Linked DNA regions of Mus musculus: all the other regions are linked to region 1. Evidence: chromatin contacts called from public HiChIP or PLAC-seq and promoter capture Hi-C data. All regions are on one chromosome and are shown on one strand. Each heading gives the region's core, a stretch centred on a gene start, on an enhancer-like site or on the middle of the called end of the contact. The rest is flanking DNA. Distances are from core to core; before and after follow the strand shown. Region 1 holds the start of Fyco1 (FYVE and coiled-coil domain containing 1). Region 2 holds the start of Cdcp1 (CUB domain containing protein 1). Region 3 holds the start of Exosc7 (exosome component 7). Region 4 holds the start of Tmem158 (transmembrane protein 158). Region 5 holds the start of 1110059G10Rik (RIKEN cDNA 1110059G10 gene).

Region 1 (2,700 bases), core at 35-2,534:
TCAGAAGCAGCCACTGTCTTGACCTTAGTTCCTTTTTGCTGTCTCACTGGTGTCCCGGGAGCCATCTTAGATCTGACACCATGTACAGCAGATCAGGACTCTGTGGCACAGTGCTCTCCACCCCACATATTCCTTCACAAGGTTGTCTTCCACATGCCTCACACTCTCAATCTTAACATCCCAAAGCTGTTCAGGCTGTAGTCAGAGCAAGTTTTTCTTAGTTCACTCTATTGATAAATCTTTATTTCTGATGTCATTTCCTCCCACTTCTTCCCTTTTTTTTGTTTTCCTTTGTTAACAGAAAGGGGAATCATTTCTCTTCGTGAGGTTTTTTTTATCCTCATCCACAAACTGACAACTCCATCAAGTTAATATGTTGTCTCATATACCTCCAGTATAAAATATGAAATTAACTTAAAAGATTTCTTTTCCTTCCTGTATGAATTTATCCTGAGAACCTGGAATGCTGAAGTCTGGCAGATGCCACTATTAGCTAAGTCCTGTAAGGTACACAAGCATTTCTAGCTAACATGATGAAAATAAGGCAGTGTGAGGAGCCAGCCAGAGCTAAGAAGCGAACCTAATCATGGGCTGACATTCCTATGTACTGTCCCCTGTCTTTAGCATGTTCATCCATACTGGACTTGGAATGCAGTGTTCTATTGCACCAGGCTTCAGGGTGCTTTGCAACTCAGCAACAAGCAAACACGGGACTGAGGAAGCTAAGCATGGTAGTTCTTTAGCACATATTTTCAAACACTGTTTTTTAAGTGTCTGTTAATGAGGGGGAAACAAAAACTGAGAACTTAGGTCCAGCAGTACATACTAAGTTCATTTTTTTTTAGCTTCATAAATAAAACGTAATAGTACAAAAATACTAATGAGATTATTCTCAGATTGTTTGGGGGGTTTCGGAATCGGGCACATTATTTTATATTTACAGCTCATGCACAGTTCAAAGCCAATCGGTCACAATGCATGAGCTTAACAACAGTAAACAGCACTCGTTCAGGATTCTACACACGACTTCCGGGTATCCGAAGCTTGTTCGAGTTTCAGGAAGTGACGTCTGCCGTGAGACATGCCGGGAGTCGTAGTTAGCGTCCACCGTCCAGTTGCACCCGATGGGAGTTGTAGGCCATCCGTGAAGCATGCCGGGAGTTGTAGGCCATCCGTGAAGCATGCCGGGAGTTGTAGGCCATCCGTGAAGCATGCCGGGAGTTGTAGGCCATCCGTGAAGCATGCCGGGAGTTGTAGGCCATCCGTGAGGCATGCCGGGAGTTGTAGTCCGCGCGCGCTCTGGGGCTACTGGGCGCTTCATGGCAGTCGGCTCTGTGCTCGCCTACTCTTCCGCTCGGCCCTAGAAAGTTTCGTTTCTGCCCAGCGGAGGACCCACGAGCGTGTAAGTGCCGCAGGCGCCCGGACAGGCATCGGGGACACTGGGGCCTTTCTGGACGTCGGCGCGGAAGCTTCGTGGGGGCGTGGGTCGTCCCCTCCCACACAGGGCGCCTCGGGAGAACCCTCTCTCCAGAGAGGTTAGCTCCAATACGCAGGCTGTCTGCGGGGTCGTAGAAAGACCCTCAACACTGTTCCAAGATCGGAGCCGGCAGAAGGGGGCCGCCCTGTGAGGCGGAGCTTCGGCAGCTCTCCCCGAACCCCTGGCACAGCAGCCAAACCCCGAAGTTCTCGCGGGCACTGGGACTTGATCCCCAGAAAGCCAAACCCTCCTCTCTGCAGGACTCCTGACGCCCCTTCGGTCCAGGAGACACAGTTTGTTCCTTTTGTATCTTCGCTGACCTGACCCGCTGCCCTTATGCTCAGATAGTTCAAGGGGGCTCTGCGGTCAAGTTTCTGGAAACACCTGTAGGACGACTGAATGTATCTGGTGTGGTAGCTTGTCCTGTTGGCACCCAGGCTTGGGCTGCGGATGGGGGGCAGGGCGGAGCGACATCCTATTTGCATAAAAGAAGAGAACATGTAGTTGACACTTAAGCCAAGTCAAGTAGCTTCCTATTAATGCTATGATTCTCTGTGTCACTCTGCAAAGTTCCCACGGCTGGGCTGTCTCCTGCAGAAAAAACAGCACTTGTTTCTTTCTGTCCCTATGATTGTTTGACTTAACACAGGTGGTTTCCTTTCCAGACAGAAATGGGGCAGAGGCTCAGGACTTAATCTACTTACAGCCTCTCTCAGCAATGGTGGTCTGAAGCAGGTTAATTCCTCTGCCATCTGCTTGCTGCTGTTGCTGGGTTGGGGGAAGGGAGCTGTGGGTTTCTACTTTTAGTTTTGCAACCTCCTGGCTGCCCCGACACTCTCGGTCTATGACAACCAGTTCTGCTGTGTTGAAATGCAGAATACTGATTATGGGCCAGGATTGTTATCCTGGAAATCAGCCCAGGGCTGACTGTCAGCCTCCTTTACCTAAAAGGATCTGAAAAAAACAAAAACAAAAACAAAAAAAACTATAGCTTTAGGAGACAGAATTTATCTGTTTGTTTAATGTTCATATTTGTGTATCACTTCTTGAAAATTGTTTATTTTATTAAGAAAATAGATAACGTATACAGAGTCCTGCAGTACCGTGTGTGTGTGTGTGTGTGTGTGTGTGTGTGTGTGTTCTTAATATTTTACTTTATTTTTGTAATTGGTTTAGAACTTGGAAATGGTCTCAGGTTCCTTTGCCCCTTAGCCAGCATGGCT
Region 2 (2,700 bases), core at 136-2,635, 640 kb after region 1:
CCTCCAGTTTATAGGCCCTTCTGTAGATGGAGCTGTGTTAAGGTCTTGCCTCAGGCTGCTCAGAACTGGAGAGTGTTTGCTTCTTTCTTCTTTGGAAACTGAGAAGAAAGGGATGAAGCTCTGGAGAAGTGACTTTTCATCTCCGTTGAGTATTAGCTCAGATTTTCCAGAAGCTAAAGAGAAATTGGGGCCACACTCTGACTGATACTGGGGCATGGGCTTCTGTTTCTGTCATAGATTCCTGGAAAGGTCTGAGTGACCTTGGCCATGGGCACAGTAAATGCATAGGGCCACTGAATCCTTTGGGCTGAAATCTGGCTTGCCATCCACGAGGTCCCAGACCATCTACCATCACTGCCTGTGATTCAGGACATGGGATGGCCTAGAGCAGTGGTTTTCAACCTGTGGGTTGCAACCTCTTTGGAGGTCAAATAACATTTGCACAGGGATTGCCTAAAACCATCAGAAAACAAAGATATGTACATTAAGATTCATAATATAAGCAAAATTATAGTTATGAAGTATCAATGAATAATTTCATGGTAGGGGGGTCATCACAACATGAGGAACTGTATTAAAGGGTTGCATTATTAGAAAGGTTGAGAACCTCTGGCCTAGAGGATAGAAGACTCCACAAGACCTCTTAAACCAGAACTAGGTAACCTAGCTATATCTGAGAAGAGATTGGCTGCAGGACAGACCAGCTTCTGATCAGAATCCTTCACGCTCACACCCACTGCCCAACTCAGTAGCACTGTGCCCACTCCCCTACTCACAACCCAGCTAAGGGCCTTGTGCACCTGCTTGGGTTTCTTCTCTTGAGCCTTTCCAGTCTCATGCACCCATTCAATCTACTCTTCCCACAATCAACGCAGGGTTTCTGAAGTGTCTCGTTCTAGCACCCTCGTCCAGCATCTGTGAAACCCTTACTTCAATAAAGAACAACCCAGCAACTTGGCAGAACCCACCCCGTGCCTTCACATCTGTCCTAACTTTGCCCTGCTTTGGCATCTTTGGGCTCGTTGCCCAAATAGGAAAGCTTATCTTGTCTGACACTGGGAAGAGCTGGTGAACTCTGGACACTGCAGGGGAGAAGCTGGAGCAGGCCTAGGCCCCTGTCCAGCAACAGAGAAAGCCAAAAGGTTGGGGATCAGTGACCAACAGGAACCTCAACCAGCACACCTGAACAGCGGAAGGAGAAGGAGCTGGCTGGCAACAAAGTCTTTTGGACTTTGAGAAAGGAACTGAAGCCCGGGAAGGCGGGGACAAATTTGCCTCAAGGCCACCGGGCAAGGGAGGGTAGTACCTGAGCTGAGGCAGGAAGAGGAGGAGGCCACAGAGGAAGCGTGGGTCACCCTCGCTCTTGCTGAGCGGGCGGGGCGGGGTCCTGCGCGCAGGTGAGCGGCGGGGCAGGGCGGGGCGCAGCTGCGTTTCGGTGCCTAGGCGCCACCGAGGCCACTCGCAGACACAGGCCACAGTCGTGCCCTAGGGAGACCGAGGCGCCCCCCGAGTCATGGCCCACTCGGCCTGCGGGTTCTCAGTCGCACTGCTGGGGGCCCTGCTGCTGGGCACAGCACGCCTGCTGCGCGGGACAGGTAAGAGCAACCTGTGGCCGGCCAGGGAGGTGCCTGGAGGTGGCGCGTGTTCAGGGGTTACACGATCCGGACCTGGTAGCACAGTCCTAGATGGTGGGGCGAGGTCCCCGGGACGACTCGCCCCAGCGCTCAGGCACGTGGGAGAGTCCTGGACCTGGGTGAGCTTCCCTGGCCTAGGAACAAATAAGCGCGCGGAACAAGCCTTAGGAGGACGTTCTCCAGGCAGCACATTGTGCCATGGGTACTTTGCTGAGACTCTTAGGGATACTCGATTGGGACGTGGGAGAGCTTTCTTCTTCGGGCCCACTCCACACCTGGGCCAGAGAAGTGAGTGCAAGAAGAGGGTGGTTTGACTTCCCGCTGAGGTACCATTTTAGCTGTCCGTGCGTGCGCGCCCGCTCATCCTGAGGCCTAAGGACAGCTTCAAGCGGACAGTCACCAGGCAGCAGCGGGCATCTAGCTGCAGAGACCCCACAGGTGCCCCACCTCTTCCCTGGTGGAAGGTTGGAGTGTAATTCCGTGGAGCCTGTGAATTTCGAGTAGTTTGGATTGGGAGTAGAGGCTGCTCTGATCTCGGAGATCGCTCCAGGAAAGAATAGGATTTGTGGGCCCTAGGAGTAGAATACCGCGAATAAAACTAGCTTTCTTCAAGTAAGAACTTGATGTGAGGCTCTTTCTCAGACTCGCACAGGTTTTTATGTTTTAAAAAATAGTACGGTCCAAGTCATAGTTGGGGTCTGTAATATCAACAACTAAGGGGGTGTTTGTTTGTGTTGGACAGGTAGATAAATTAGCATAAATTAAAGAATAAAATTAAAACGGTGTGGTTAGACTTGGGCGTAAGCCGCAGGAAAACTTCCTGGTTTCTTTTTCCAACATTAGGTGATATATAACTGCATAGTAAACAGGAAGACTTAAGACCTCCTTTTAAACTACACACACAGACACACTGTGGTATATATTTTGTTGTTGCTAGCTAGGGTTTGGTTTCTGTTTTTCTGGGTCTCCCGGTGTCTCCCAAGCTGGCCTTAAAACTACTGAGTTTCATGCTCCCACTCCATACTCCTGGAATTCATTACAGATGTGGGCCACCACTTTCTTAGGA
Region 3 (2,700 bases), core at 160-2,659, 740 kb after region 1:
TCTGGCAAAAAAAAAAAAATTAAAAACTAAAAGGGAAGCCCCACCCCTAGGATTGACTACTTTAACATTCCCATACAACCCACTGTGCATATACCCCACTATTACTAAACCTGATCTTGAACTAAAAAGCTAATGAGTTGTGGGTTTGGATTTTTATTACTCAAGTTTAATATGAAACCTAATGACTGAATTTTGGCATTCCTTACTCTATATGAAGTAGAAAATAACAGTATGTCATATGATTTAGAAAAGAACATGCTTTCACTTGCATTATGTAGTTTAAATGGTAACAGGTCACCTTACTATGATGACTACATCACAAGATCAACTGTAGGGACAAGGCTTGTAGAATACTAGATTATGGTTGCCAGGAAACATTCTTCACTTCTCTTGAACGTTCAAAAGCAGGACTGAGCCCAGATCGCGGTAGTCATTGTAGCTACCCAAAGATCTAAGCGCCCCACAAGTAAAACAGGTAAATCAACAATTACACCATAGACTACCAGTCTGCTTTGAAAAATTCTTCTCAGCGGGTGGTGAAAAGGCATGCCTTCTGCCAAGGCAGGACTGATAGGAGTTACACACCAGCCTTGGATATAAAGCTCTCCTCCTCAAAAAAAAAAAGCAAAAAAACAAAAGGGTTGAGAATGCGGTTCCATGATAGAATGCCTGCCTAGCATGCACAAGGCCAAGAGGTTCAACCTCCAGCACCGCCAGAAAGAAAAACACTCCCTATTTTTCTCTATTTGTAAGACATGTGTGTGTATATGTCAGCGTGATTTCTCTTAAGATTGGGTCTTTATAGCTCAGTCTGGCCTTAAACTCCTGATTCTCTTGTCTCCACTTCCCAGCTGCTGGGATTACAGGTGCCAGCCACCAAGGTCTGGAGCATGCTAAGCACGCACTCTATTACCGATGCATTTCCTTCTTTCCTGTTTTTAGGGGGTGTGTGGCGTGTGGTGTTTGCTGTCAGAATTTTAAAGTCCTTTTCCCCCTCGGATACACGGCCTCTGTGTGCAAAGTCACCAGAGTCCATTCACGTGCCGCTATTCTGATTACAGGATCTCGGGCACTGCACTCTCAGGTCGTGCAGAGGCCACAAGGACATTCCTTCATTAAACTGCAGCCTCGGGAACTGCCCGCCCGCCGCTCCCTGATGAGCTAGGAATCTCCTCCATCCCGAGAGCTGTGGACATCTAGGCATACAGGACGCACACTCGCTGCAGCACTAAGCCTCGGGCGTCCGTCCTGACCACGTGGCCGCCCCGCACCTCCTCCCTGCGCAATATGGCCTGCACTCGCGGCCGCCACCGCTACCTGCACTCCATGAACGATGTAGACCTTCTCGGCCTCGCTTAGCGCCACCGACGCCATGCTGCTCAGCTCACCGCGCGCGCTGGCGTGTCATCAGCTCGCGCCTCTCCCCACCGCGCCTGCGCGTCATCAGCCCGCGCGGTGGCCGCTCCCGCAGCCGCGGCTGCCGCCACCGCCTGGAGCTCCATGGGCTTCTCCTTCGCACCGCCCCGTGTGAGGCCGAGTCCGGCAAGCCGTGGCGCCGGGTGCCCGTGCCATCGCGGACGCTGGCGGCTGGGCCCCGGGGCAGCAGCAGGCGGCGCGGGACTGCTAGCTGCCTCCAGATTGACGGTCAGTGCAGTGGGGAAGCCCCAGAAGGAGGGAGGCGCGGGGCCCCAGCCGGGACTGGATGGGAAGCGCGCAACCCGAGCGCTCGGGCCGGAGTCGAAGTAGCCGAGCGCGCGCACGTGAGACACTTCAGGAAGGCGGAAGTCGTGCTGCCCATGAGGGACCATCTCCTCAACCCCCTCCTAGTTGGTCCCTAGGATGGCTGAAGGAAAGAGACCATGGATCCCTCATTAGGTCACTGGTCGGGAAGGGTCTGCACCAGGAATGGGGCGCCAGCTTCTCAATTTTCTCACCCCTCCTTCCATTCCAGGGATCGATCTCTGTCCTGTCTTCCCTCATCCTTTCCTCCCCTACTGCCCATCATCAGATAATGGCCCAGAGCTTTGCAAGTTACCCTTGCCCCGTGCGGTTGCTGGAGTATTGTCCCAAAGAGAGTAGGGAGAGTGTCTTGCACTTCGGGATGCCTGGATGGAAGGGATCTCCGGGGAAGATGGATAACTTCATGAAAGAAAACCGACCCTGGGAGGATATGGGACCTAGGTTATCCAGAAAGGATGCCTGCAAGGTGAAGCTGGGGTCATAGTGAGGGGCCCTTTAAGGAAGAGAGGGGATATGAACTAAGTTTTAAAGGGTCTCTCTGAGAAAATGAGGGGAGACTTGGTAGAGACTTACCTGGTGTTCTATTTTAAACAAAAGTAACCCTTCAGCTTAATCATCAAGAAATAAAAGGTGCTGGCCACCCTTTGCCTTTAATCCCAGCGTTTGGGAGACAGAGCTAGGCGGATCTCTGAATTCGAGGTCAGCCTGTTCTACACTGTGAGTTCAAGGACAGCCTGAGCCACATAGTGAGATCCTGTCTCAAAGACACTGCCCCCACTCGTCGAAAAAAGGCTTTTTTTCTCTTGTGCTAACTAAGTAAGTAAACAGAACACTAACCAGAGTCCTCCAGGGTAGAAGGGAAGGCTCTTGTGAGCATAGCCACAGAGCATGGTGATTAGAGTTGTCATAGTGGATTACTGACTACGCTGAGATTTCAACAGTAACAGGAAGTGCCTGGCT
Region 4 (2,702 bases), core at 60-2,559, 590 kb after region 1:
CAAGAAGCAGGGGCAAGTGGATCTCTGAGAGTTTGAGGCCGGTCTGGTCTACATAATAAGTTCCAGGACAGCTAAAGCTACGAAGTGAAACCTTGACTCAAAAGAAAGAGCAGGAGAAAGAATGAAAGAGAGAGAGAGAACTATTTAGAGAAATATATTTAGCACTTTGTACCCAGCAATGGCTGTCATCCTGTCCTTCACAGGCCCTTGGGAAAGCTTAGCTGGCTTAGAGGGAGGGTCACTCTTAGATTTACAGAGCACAACTGTTTCAAGCCATTTTAGGGGTCAGTTGACATTAGTTTCCAAGTGTGAGGCCAGAAAACAAGGGAAGTGCAGTTTGCTCCTTTTTGTGATGGGGATTGAACCCTGGGCTTGCTAGGACACTAGGAAAGCACCCTTCCAACTGAGCTGCCTCTTCTTCCCAAGAACGTTTTTTGTTCTTTACAGAAAGCATCTTTCTGTGTAGCCCAGGCTGTCCTCAAACTCATAATTCTCCTCACCACCTTAGTACTGGATTTTGTTTATTTGAGACAGGTTTTCAGGTAGCCCAGGCTGGCCTCTCCAAGGAACTTGGACTCTGGATTCTCACTTGGGATTACAGACTTGTACCATCAAGCTCAGGACTCAGGTAGGCTTCTTAATATAAATTGTATCCTATTAAATTACTCTTGACAACTCCACCTCTCCACAATATACATCCCGGAAGACTGATATTCATGGACTCTAACATACAAATTTTTTGTGTCTATGTGCACACTAGACTGCAGGTGTCCTCAAGCATCCGACCTGTGGGATTTGCATTCCCATTGCCCCAACCAACACCAAAACTTCAGAATTTTGAGGATTTTTTTATGAGTTCTCTTCCTGTAAAACAAAACAACGAAACAAAAACAAAACAAAAAACAAAACAACAACAACAACAAAAAAACCCATATGTATCTATTGTGGTGAAGACACATTAAAACCAGCCAGACTCCAGATCTGAATTTCTGAACTCAGCAGAAAGGTACAAGAGTCCTGTCTCTGGCTCCTGAGGTAGCCCGGAGACTTTCTCCCTTCTTAGTTTCTCCTAAGCAGAAAGGAGGTACTGATTAGCTCTCCTGGGGGCGTGACAGAGGGACTGTCTGGGCTCCGGGACTCGCTCTGGGCTTCCCGCCCTCGGGGGTCCCCTCGCTCCGCCTCCACGCACCGCCCTGTCGCTCAGGTCTTCAGTTCCCGCCCCTGCGAGTGGAGCCCCGCCCTCCCAATTCCCCGCACCCGGTGAGCCGGGGGCGGGGCGCGCGGAAGGCGGAGCCGAGCAGGGGAATCCTCTCTCGTTTCGCCGCGAGCCAGCAGAGCCTCCTGGCCGTCCAAGGGCCCCAGCTCTGGGGGCAGCGGAACCTCGACGAGCGGAGTCTGAAGAGGCCATCGCGGCCCGTGAGCCGGTGTCGTCCCAATACACTGGCAGAGTTCCGCCTCGGCCTTCCAGGCCCCGCGGTTCCCTCACCGGACGGTCGCCTGCGCGCCATGCAGCCGCCGCCTGCCCCGCGCGCGTAGGCGCTCGCCACAGGCCATGCTGCCCCTTCTCGCCGCGCTACTGGCCGCCGCCTGCCAGCTGCCGCCGGCGCACGGCGGGGCCACGGATGCGCCCGGCCTTGCAGGGACGCCCCCAAACGCCTCGGCCAATGCGTCCTTCACCAACGAACACTCCACCCCGCGTCTGCTGGCATCGGCGGCATCGGCGCCCCCAGAGCGCGCGGGCCCAGAGGAGGCTCCGGCGGCGCCCTGCAACATCAGCGTGCAACGACAGATGCTGAGCTCGCTGCTCGTGCGCTGGGGCCGCCCGCGGGGCTTGCAGTGCGACCTGCTGCTCTTCTCTACCAACGCGCACGGCCGCGCCTTCTTCGCCGCCGCCTTCCACCGCGTCGGGCCACCACTGCTCATCGAGCATCTGGGGCTGGCGGCGGGCGGCGCGCAGCAAGACCTGCGCCTGTGCGTGGGCTGCGGCTGGGTGCGCGGCCGCCTGCGGGCTCCCGCCGGGGCTCCCACCGCGCTGCCTGCCTACCCGGCGGCCGAGCCGGGGCCGCTGTGGCTGCAGGGCGAGCCTCGTCACTTCTGCTGCCTGGACTTCAGCCTGGAGGAGCTGCAGGGCGAGCCGGGCTGGCGGCTGAACCGCAAGCCCATCGAGTCTACGCTGGTGGCCTGCTTCATGACCCTGGTCATCGTGGTGTGGAGCGTGGCCGCCCTCATCTGGCCGGTGCCCATCATTGCCGGCTTCCTGCCCAACGGCATGGAGCAGCGCCGGACCACCGCCGGCGCCCCCGCGGCCGCTCCTGCAGCCGTACCCGCGGGGACTACCGCCGCTGCCGCCGCCGCTGCTGCAGCTGCTGCTGCTGCTGCCGCGGCTGTCACCTCGGGGGTGGCTCCTAAGTGACCCCCTCCGCCCCGCGTCCGCGCTGTGTAAGCGCTCGCACGCGCCTTCCTCACCGGAGACGGGGCAGGTGCGCTTCGTGCTGTCCTTATTGTTCATCCTTTTCCCGGGAGGGGACCGCAGAGAGGCACAAATGAGGTGGGAAAGTGGGGTTTGTGCTGAGGTTCTGGTTCGGAAGAGCAGGGGCAAGCTCTCGGGCTGAAGGGTGGGATCCACGCGTGGCTCGAGGACACAAGGGAAACCGGCTCTTTCCCCTGCGGCACCCCCTCCCTGCGCCCACATGCCCTTTATT
Region 5 (2,756 bases), core at 10-2,509, 900 kb after region 1:
ACTCGCAGCTGTGCACACATATACACATGCATGTGCACTCACATACACACCAATAATTAAAAATAATTTAAGAAAGATAATAGGCAATATAAGAGGTGGCACTCATATACGTTGGAAGTGGGGGATTAAATCAATCTCTTTGTGATGAAAACAGATTAATATATATATTAGTCTACTCATAATCTGCACTTCTTTTTTCTATGTTTTTTTCCTCAGCCATCAATCACAATCTAAAACAACTAAATAGAAAATTCAGAATGAAACAATTTCTAAGCCTTTTTTTTTTTTTTTTTTTAAACAAGGTCTCAATATAAAGCCTCATGCTACACAACTCTTTTTAGCCAGGTACTATAAACACTACTCTCCTAACAGTCTCAGCCATTTGTTATTAGATCAAGTGGCTATATCACAATGCTTGTGTTCAAGTGACTTTTGGATACTAACTCTGTCATACTGTCTACAGAATTTCTCTCAGCAAGTAGACACCGTAGAATCTCATAGGATAAAAGACCGGTATAATAAGACACTATGTCAAAGACTACTTTCAAATAACTATTACTGTCTATTACTATAATTGAGGCAAAGACTACTTTCAAATAACTATTACTGTCTATTACTATAATTGAGGTATTTTAGTATTAGCTAATCTTAGTACACTTAGTTTACAGAGCACATTATCTATAGGGTTCTGTACTAAGATACAGTTCTGGTTTCAGGAACTCATGAAGTCTTGCATGAAGAATGGGAACTGTTGTAAAGGGACCGTTGCAATTCGCTTTAAAGTTCCCTCCTCTGAGGGTAGGCCACCGAAGGGAACACAAATCCCTTCCCTTCAAAAAAGGCAGAAATAGGTAATCAAGCATCAAGTGCAGCGCAAGGGCCGCCCTCAGGACACCAGAAGCCAGCAAGGAAACAGCAGGGTCCCATGCACAGAGAAGAGCGCTCGGGTGTAGGGTGGCCGAGGCGGGACGCCCGCGCTCCGTGAGGAACTCGGGTTCCCACTGCGTGTGCCGTCGTCGCCCTCGCGGGGCGCCCTAAGAGGTGACGCCCCGTAGCACCGGCATCTGCCAGCGGCGATGAGTTCACCAGGCAGGCTCGCAACTTACATTTGCAGCCGGGGGCCATGGCGACCCCGTCCGAGATTCGCTTACGCCAGGACCACCAGAATCCTCCCTTCAAGATGGCCGCAGATTTGAATTTGGCGCCCCAACGGACCACGCCTCCTGGGCGTGGTCGGATGGCGTCACTAACACGGTCTACGTCAGAAGTCCGCGCGGGCGACAGACACTTTGTACCCTGCCAAGTCTGCCGAGTGCTATTTATTGTTGGTCAGAACCAGAACTACCATGAGCAAGCGGAACCAAGTGTCCTATGTGCGGCCCGCAGAGCCCGCCTTCCTGTCCCGCTTCAAAGAGAGAGTCGGCTACAAGGAGGGGCCCACCGTAGAGACCAAGGTGAGGCCGCGGGAGTCGCCCCGAGTCAGACCCTCTATCTCCACCCCACTTCCGGCTCCTCGGTGCCGACGTAACTGACAGGTCCCTCACTCGCGACCAGCCGGACCCCAGGTCTGGCCTCTCGGGTCCAGGAATTCTTACTTGCAGGGTGCTATTCTTGAAAACGACCTAGCCCTAGTAGCTAGTCTAGACAGCTTTTCTGTCCTTTCTTACTTGCGGATCTCACTTTACCTGAGCAAGGTGATTGACAGCGTCGTCCCCTTTTTCAGATAAGGAGACCGAAGCCACTTGATTAAACGACTCGAATCAGGAGTCTTTGAAGGAATCAGCCAGGACTAGTAGAACCCCTGCTGTTTACCAAGCTGTGTGTCTCAAGATAGGGAAATGAAACAGTACTTCTCAAAGGGGGTTGTCTAATGAAGGTAACATTGAAAACACAATGCGTTCTTGCTGCCGAGAAGCTATGCACAGGTCAAACAAGAGGACATGCAGTTGTGTTCAAAAGCGCATCTAGGGATTCTTTAGTTTTGAGGGCTAGCTATGTAAGAGATGGCCTGGAGCATCCTAGACACAGTTTGAGAAAAAAAGACAGACATAATGGACAGTTGAGTACTCAAACTTAGTTGTCTAGACTCTTAGAAGCTGTGAAAGTTACATGGGATAAAATATAGTAGTGGGCAAAGGCCAAGTCATGCAGGGTATTCCCCATAAGATGACTGCCCAAAATTAAATATTAGACAGTTGCTTGAAAAATGAGATAATTCTGTATTTATCTCAAAGTATGCAAAACCTTTCTTAGTTAAAAAGTAGAAATGTTTTGACTTAGCTGACAAAATATAATTGTTACATTTGTACAGTGAGTACTAGGTTTCTGTTTGATAAATTTCAAAAGTTAAACAATTATGTACAGTATTGTTTATGTACAAAACCTTTTATATAACTATTTGTGTGTCCTTGAATAGCAGCTAATAGTATCTGCTGGGCAGTGGTGGCACATGTCTTTGAATCCTAGAACTCAGAATGAAGAAGCAGGCAGATCTCTGACTTCCAGACCAGCCTGATCTACAAATGGAGTTGCAGGGCAATGAAGGCTAAACAGAGGAAACCCTGTCTTGAAAAACAAACAAAGATATCTACAAAACTGAAGCTGTTAGTATATCAAATGAGCAGAGGTAGGGGAAAATATAATTTTCCTGTTATTTTCTGTACTTTTGTGGCTTGGATGGTAAAGTCAGGTTGTTGGTGTTTTGTTGGTTTTTGTTGTTGTTGTTTTATCAAATCCAGACAAGACAGGGATGAAAA

The links. Promoter capture Hi-C pulls out the DNA fragments that hold promoters and counts their contacts. HiChIP or PLAC-seq counts read pairs in DNA pulled down with a chosen protein or histone mark.
Region 2: a promoter capture Hi-C map of stem cell-derived epiblast-like cells shows a contact between it and region 1, with 6 times the contacts expected there. The contact joins the promoter of Cdcp1 here to the promoter of Fyco1 in region 1. A contact is called at or near these places in 3 of 39 promoter capture datasets (embryonic stem cells and stem cell-derived epiblast-like cells) and 1 of 115 datasets of contacts at active chromatin or transcription factors (embryonic stem cells).
Region 3: a contact with region 1 is called in a promoter capture Hi-C map of pre-B cells, with 3 times the contacts expected there. The contact joins the promoter of Exosc7 here to the promoter of Fyco1 in region 1. A contact is called at or near these places in 5 of 39 promoter capture datasets (cranial neural crest, erythroid cells, fetal liver and 2 more), 2 of 484 Hi-C or Micro-C datasets (erythroblasts and muscle stem cells) and 2 of 115 datasets of contacts at active chromatin or transcription factors (embryonic stem cells and pro-B cells).
Region 4: a contact with region 1 is called in a promoter capture Hi-C map of stem cell-derived epiblast-like cells, with 5 times the contacts expected there. The contact joins the promoter of Tmem158 here to the promoter of Fyco1 in region 1. A contact is called at or near these places in 10 of 39 promoter capture datasets (the 3T3-L1 cell line, the HPC-7 cell line, cranial neural crest and 5 more), 4 of 484 Hi-C or Micro-C datasets (embryonic stem cells, nephron progenitors and pre-B cells) and 3 of 115 datasets of contacts at active chromatin or transcription factors (astrocytes and embryonic stem cells).
Region 5: a contact with region 1 is called in an H3K27ac HiChIP or PLAC-seq map of microglia, with 6 times the contacts expected there. The contact joins the promoter of 1110059G10Rik here to the promoter of Fyco1 in region 1. A contact is called at or near these places in 2 of 39 promoter capture datasets (liver and pre-B cells) and 2 of 115 datasets of contacts at active chromatin or transcription factors (astrocytes and microglia).

The regions. Positions count from the first base shown.
Region 1 is chr9:123,850,483-123,853,182 of GRCm38.p6, reverse strand. Fyco1 (FYVE and coiled-coil domain containing 1) reads left to right here and starts at 1,284. Exons shown (of 18, transcript NM_001110253.2): 1 at 1,284-1,402. It overlaps Xcr1 (chemokine (C motif) receptor 1), which reads left to right. Exons shown (of 2, transcript NM_011798.4): 2 at 1-868. It overlaps Gm51700 (a long non-coding RNA gene), which reads right to left. Exons shown (of 2, transcript XR_003948283.1): 1 at 2,182-2,700; 2 at 1,220-1,952.
Region 2 is chr9:123,214,723-123,217,422 of GRCm38.p6, reverse strand. Cdcp1 (CUB domain containing protein 1) reads left to right here and starts at 1,385. Exons shown (of 9, transcript NM_133974.3): 1 at 1,385-1,595. The coding sequence starts at 1,514.
Region 3 is chr9:123,111,940-123,114,639 of GRCm38.p6, reverse strand. It overlaps Exosc7 (exosome component 7), which reads right to left and starts at 1,409. Exons shown (of 8, transcript NM_001081188.1): 1 at 1,318-1,409. The coding sequence starts at 1,374. It overlaps Zdhhc3 (zinc finger, DHHC domain containing 3), which reads left to right and starts at 1,446. Exons shown (of 7, transcript NM_001372538.1): 1 at 1,446-1,644.
Region 4 is chr9:123,259,396-123,262,097 of GRCm38.p6, reverse strand. Tmem158 (transmembrane protein 158) reads left to right here and starts at 1,309. Exons shown (of 1, transcript NM_001002267.2): 1 at 1,309-2,702. The coding sequence starts at 1,553. The coding sequence ends at 2,413.
Region 5 is chr9:122,949,503-122,952,258 of GRCm38.p6, reverse strand. 1110059G10Rik (RIKEN cDNA 1110059G10 gene) reads left to right here and starts at 1,259. Exons shown (of 3, transcript NM_025419.4): 1 at 1,259-1,454. The coding sequence starts at 1,347. It overlaps Kif15 (kinesin family member 15), which reads right to left and starts at 1,178. Exons shown (of 35, transcript NM_010620.1): 1 at 1,107-1,178. The coding sequence starts at 1,125.